Regions from separate parts of the Mus musculus genome. Here region 1 is linked to region 2. Evidence: chromatin contacts called from public promoter capture Hi-C data. All regions are on one chromosome and are shown on one strand. Each heading gives the region's core, a stretch centred on a gene start, on an enhancer-like site or on the middle of the called end of the contact. The rest is flanking DNA. Distances are from core to core; before and after follow the strand shown. Region 1 holds the start of Efhc1 (EF-hand domain (C-terminal) containing 1). Region 2 overlaps Paqr8 (progestin and adipoQ receptor family member VIII).

Region 1 (2,700 bases), core at 50-2,549, 39 kb after region 2:
AGCCCCAATTAAGCTTGTATAATATTTGAACAAAGTCACTGGAGTGAGCTAGCGGGATGCCAGCCTTTTCCAAGAAGGATGAACCCTCTTGCCCCTTCAGAAAATGAAGGCTTAGCATCTTGGTAAGCTTCTCTATTTACTTCGGCACCTACAGCCAACATCAATCAATGTGTTTATTCATTCCATCAGTTCTGCTCCTCTAGGGAACCCTGACTAATGCAGCTGCCATCTTAACTGGTGGCAGCAAATGACCCATGATACTCTCCCTCAGGCTTACTACTCTACCGTTTCTCTAAATTCCTAGGTCAGAAAACATGTTATAAAGACCAAACTCCTAGGAAATTTGAGACATAATGGAAAAAAATCTCTGGGCATCTTAGCTTCCCTTTTATTTCCCCATGCTGACAGACTCTTGGTTTCTTTCTTTTCCTGATGATCTTTCAGGAATGGGGTCACTTTTTTTTTAAAGGAAAAAAAAAAAGTTGTCCAGAAAATGCTATACTCTGCAGTACACATGACCCTGACAATATTTCACTCCCCTGAATTACTTCTTTCTCATGACTCGGTCTCTCTTTGAAGGTTCTCTCTTCCTCTGTGGTTCTTATGTATCACTGATGCTATAGCTATAAAGCAAGGACTAAGGTAGGCGTAGGCACTCTCCAGCTTTTCAGTCAACAGATACCCAGTAAAGTTCTGAGACCTCAGCACACAATCTATAGGAATCTACGGTGGAACAGATAGCTAAGAGGGGACCAGGAAGCCGTGGAAAGACTGGGGCTTCAAATCGGATCAAGTCTGAGCAACGAAAATGCAGTCGATTATAATCTAATCCACAGCCCTTGCCTCATAATTTGATGAGTCTGAAGTATTTAGCGCTTTCACTGGGGAGCAACCACTGTACATTGTGTCTGGACTAGGACAGCAGCTCTTTCCCCAGAGAAAGGGTGCCTGAGCTCTTGGGAGGACTAACGTGGAGCAAGGAACTTCTTTGTAACAACTGATCTAAAGGGACGTGGTCCAATCCCAGACCTCACTGCGCGAGCCAAGGCCTAAGAACATCCGCTTTCTTCAGCCCACCCCTAGGTTGCATCCTCTGGGAGCCAGGAAGTGGGGGCTGAGGAGAAAGGGAAAAGTATGGGAAAGAAAGGGGGCGGAGCCGCCTCTGCCACACCCATTAGCCACGTCCTGTGGCCACTAGAGTCAGTAGTGCTGTGCGCAGGCGCAGACCTGGCCTCCGCCTCCCTTTCCCCGCCCCCTAACATCCTCCCCTCCTCCCCGCCGCTCCTCCCCTCTCTCGACTAGTGTGTTTGGCGTTACCAGGGAGTCTGGAGAGGCCCGCGAGTGCAGTTTGTTGCCAGGGTAACCCGAGCGGCAAAAGGCAACCGAGGTGGCAGCTGCAGGGCAGCGATGGGGACCAACCCGGTGCACGGCCTGCCCTTTCTCCCGGGCTCGTCCTTTACAGACTCCACGGTGAGGGCCAGCCCGAAGGGTTCTCCACTTGGCTCGCCTCTGCGCTCCTTCATTCCGCAGGCTCCGTCGTCCTCGCGCATCCCAGCCTCTGCCGATTTTGCTTGGCCTCTTGGTAGTCCACTCACCCTCCTGGGTCCTCACCGTGGCCCTGTTCTTTCTTTACTGCCCCATCTACCTGCCTTCTGGCCCGATTACCCCAGGCTGTCTCCAGGCCTCTCCCCAGCTGCACTGTAACCCTACTCAGCGCCTTCATCCTCTCCTACCGTCTCTCCACAGCAGCCTCATTCTGGATTTGTCTCACCGCTTCTGAATCCTCAGGGTCACTGCCCTTCAACCCCTTTCCTCTATGTGTATGCATCTTTTCCACGTACTCCTTTCCTGACGGGTCCCCACCCCAGTCTCTGGCCTTTTGAGTTAAGGGTCACTTTTCTCTCCAGCTACAGCCTTCCCTAGAATTGAATCCCCCACCTCCCGCCGCCCCCACATGCTGGTTTTCTTGTAGTTTTTCTCTGTAAAGCATTCTTCCTCCTCTCCTTGTATTTCTTCCGTCTCAACCATAGGAATGAACCACTTAATGTTTCTCTTTCTGTAGCCCGTGTGTGTGTACTTACACACATGATTCATTTTCAGACTGTGTGTGTGTGTGGGGGGGGAGGTTGTTGTTTTATCTTGTCTGCAGCCTAGGCTGGCCTTGAACCTGAGAACCACCTGCCTCGGCCTGCAGACTGCTTGGATTAAAGACATGCCAACACACAGGGCTCCCGTTCAGATTGCATTTTACTCCTTTGCCCCAACTGTTTATAGTCATCATCTAGATGAAATTAAATATTAAATTAAATAAAGTCCAGGGTGGCGATGCACATTCGTAATCTCAGCTTTCAGGAAGCTGAGGCATACGGGTGGCCAATTTGAGTCTAGCCTGGGCTACATAGCTAGTCACTGTCTCCAAACGACAGCAGATCCAAACCAGACAGAACAGGAGCTTCGTGAAAAGGAAGTGGCTCAGAGGATAAAGCACTTGCTGCTCTCATAAGAGGAGTGGAGTTCAGATCCTTAATACCCAAGCAAGACGCTTAGCTAGACTGACCCTTACCTGATGCAGCCTACCCATGCCAACTTTGGTCTTTCATATGTATTTCCACATACATGCAAACAGGCATGTGCATATACACTCATATCCCCCCACACACACATGCTCAGAACAAACCACCCCAACAACAACAAACACGT
Region 2 (2,700 bases), core at 179-2,678:
TTTTAAATGTTCTCAAAATATTTAAAATGAAATTACTATTATCCAGAAATCCCACTTCAGGGTATGTGTGTACCAAAGGACTGGAAGCACGGTCCTGAGAAGATATTTATACACCACAGTCACAGCAACTTCACTCTCAATAGCCAAAAGGGTGGGATGACTCCTCTACTGACAGACAAACATGTAGACAAAGCGTGATGTACACACACAATGTTGACCCTCAAAGAAGTGTTGACACATACTACACACATGGCTGAAACCAGGGGACGTGGTGCCAAGTGAAATGTCACTTATAAGTAATACTATTCATTGAATCCCAATAAAAAGCTGAAATGTTCCTTTGGTAAGGATATAGAAAACTGGTTTTTTTTTTCCTTTTAATTTGTGTATGTGTGTCCATATCTCTGTCTCTGGAGCGTGTATGTGTACATATGGGTGTACTTGTCCTGAGAGGAGCATGCAGAGGCCCCACTTTGTGGGGGTCAGTTCTCTCCATGTGCTAAGGATTAAATTCAGGTTATTCGGTTTGGAGTCAAGTACCTTTGCCTTGACTTAATGTTCCCAGCAAACTACTTTTAAATATTGTTGGTTGAATTATAAATTGTCTCAATCATTTTTGGAAGACAGAATTGCAGTCATCGTAGTTTAAATGCATATAGTCCTAGCAATTAATCTTCCAGGATTTACTTCATAGATATATTAAAAAGTGTGCTAAGAAAAAAAAAAGAAAAAGAGATGTCACTTATAAAAAGATTTTGAGTCCGTGAATATGAAGTCCCAAAAACAGTACATAAAACAAAAAAATAGTTTCCAGGGGCCAGAGAGAAGAGAGGAGGGAGGCCTGAGCAGGAGATAATGGGCTTTGTTTTGCAGGAGAGAAAGAGTTGTGGTTTAGACAAATGAGTGTGCTTAACTACATTCTGAGAAGGGAAGAGATGGGACACTGAAATCAGCGGTGCATGTCTGTGATGTCAGGGCTTAGCAGCCCGTGTGGGAGTTTTGAGGTCATCTGGGCTAAATAATGAGACTCTGGAAGAAGAATAAGGAACAAGGTTGAGAGAAAAAGACAGAAGAGGAGGAGGAAGAGGAGAGGAGTGGGAGGGAGAGGAGAAGGGGAGGAGGAGGAGGAAGAAAAGATGAGGAGGAGGACAGGATGAAGACAAAGAGGTTAAGCTGGTAAATTTTGTGTACTTGAACACACAGAGGGAAAGTAATACATTAAGCTACAAGGAGTAAATCTGAAATGAAACGGGGCAGAGTGTGGTGCCTGGTGGAGCGCCAAGCAGCTTTAAATCAGGAGGGAGGCTGGGTTTAAATCAGGAGGGAGGCTGGGTAGCTCCTCGAGAAGCGGAGGCCTGAGGAAGGCCTGAGAGGGCTTGTTTATCTCCTGGCAGCCATGGTGATCTTAATCTAAGACTAAATCTTCCAGGGCCCGTGGGCGTGGGCGCGGGCGCGGGCGCTGTGGCAAAGAGCAGACAACGTTCAGGCAGTGTCACTGGGAGGTTGCTGAGGTTGAAGCTGGGGTTGGCCACTTTTCAGCTTGGTTAGAAAGACAATCCAGGCGCTCAGGTGGCACCTGCACTGGCTTTAATGAGATGTCACCTGAGACCACAGGTCAGGTGACTGCAATGATAAATGCTTGTGACCCTTTCTAAAGTTGAACTGGAGCCTAGAAGCAAAAAAAAAAAAAAAAAAAAAAAAAAAAACAAAACAAAAAAAAACCCCCAGAGGTGTGATTTTTCTTTGTTTCTTTCTTTTTATCTTGGTTTTTCAGGTTGTTATTGAGCCTGGGGAGGCTTGGCTTCCTGGGAGCTGAGAAAACATTCATTTTCAGTATGAATTGTAAGTCCCTCATAACCTTGGGATTTGCAAAGCTTCGTCTGACCTTCTATCACCATCTAAGTAAGGAGGGAGCTCAGATAGTCTTATTTCAGGTACTCTTTACCTGATATATCATGTGACATGGAACGAGGAGCCGCCTAGAAAACTCTGTGACCTGGTTGTGTTTTATGGTGAACTTAGGAGACCAGTGTAAATGGTATCAACTTACCACTGTTTAAGACAACACTTTGTACTTATGACGAAATTAGGAAGAGACCGGCACCCTTTCTTTGCAGTCTTCAACTGATTCCCACAACTCAGTTTTGATATCACTTTTCTAGATGTGATAAGAAAATGGTAGGCTCAGCTTGAATCTCTGCTCTGCAATCAGGAAGATTTCCGGGCCACCACATTCTGACCCTGAGGAGGTTCACACGAGGGGCGGCCAATGACTTTGCCTCTCCCACAATCCTGCTCTCTAGACAGGGGTTCTGAAACTGCACTGCAGGGATGGGGAGGGGTAGAAACAGGCTCTTTCAGCATGTGTCCTTTCCACACTATGACGGTCATAGTTGGAAAAATATATTCCACCAACCTTGAAAATGGTCCCTACTCCAGTTTTTGGTAACCAGTCTACCTAATGTTTGACTTCCTTTAGTTTATAAACAAAATTCTTTCCTCTCTTCCTCTCACCTTCAACCTGTTCCTTCCTTTCTTCCTCTCATGCCTTCCTTCCTCCCTTCCCCTTCCCTTCCCTTCCTCCTTCCCTTCTCTTCCTCTCTCTCTCTTTCTTTCTTTCTTTCTTTCTTTCTTTCTTTCTTTCTTTCTCTCTCTCTCTTTTTCTTTCTTCCTTTCTTTCTTTCTTCCTTTTACTTTTTA

Evidence for each region. Promoter capture Hi-C pulls out the DNA fragments that hold promoters and counts their contacts.
Region 1: a promoter capture Hi-C map of embryonic stem cells shows a contact between it and region 2. The contact joins the promoter of Efhc1 here to the enhancer-like site in region 2. A contact is called at or near these places in 3 of 39 promoter capture datasets (the C10 cell line, the HPC-7 cell line and embryonic stem cells), 2 of 115 datasets of contacts at active chromatin or transcription factors (embryonic stem cells and memory CD8 T cells) and 3 of 9 other capture datasets (adipose tissue, liver and pancreatic islet).

The regions. Positions count from the first base shown.
Region 1 is chr1:20,950,327-20,953,026 of GRCm38.p6, forward strand. Efhc1 (EF-hand domain (C-terminal) containing 1) reads left to right here and starts at 1,300. Exons shown (of 11, transcript NM_027974.1): 1 at 1,300-1,470. The coding sequence starts at 1,408. The region is part of intron 1 of Gm51618 (a long non-coding RNA gene); the gene reads right to left.
Region 2 is chr1:20,911,348-20,914,047 of GRCm38.p6, forward strand. All of the region lies in intron 1 of Paqr8 (progestin and adipoQ receptor family member VIII), which reads left to right. Among named protein-coding and RNA genes, the nearest start is that of Gm24171, 2.8 kb to the right of the region's middle. Within about 2 kb of position 1,429, at least 63 of the 459 cell types and tissues checked have an H3K27ac peak or open chromatin away from gene starts, as enhancers often do. A contact at or near this core is called in the HPC-7 cell line, embryonic stem cells and memory CD8 T cells, where this site is marked.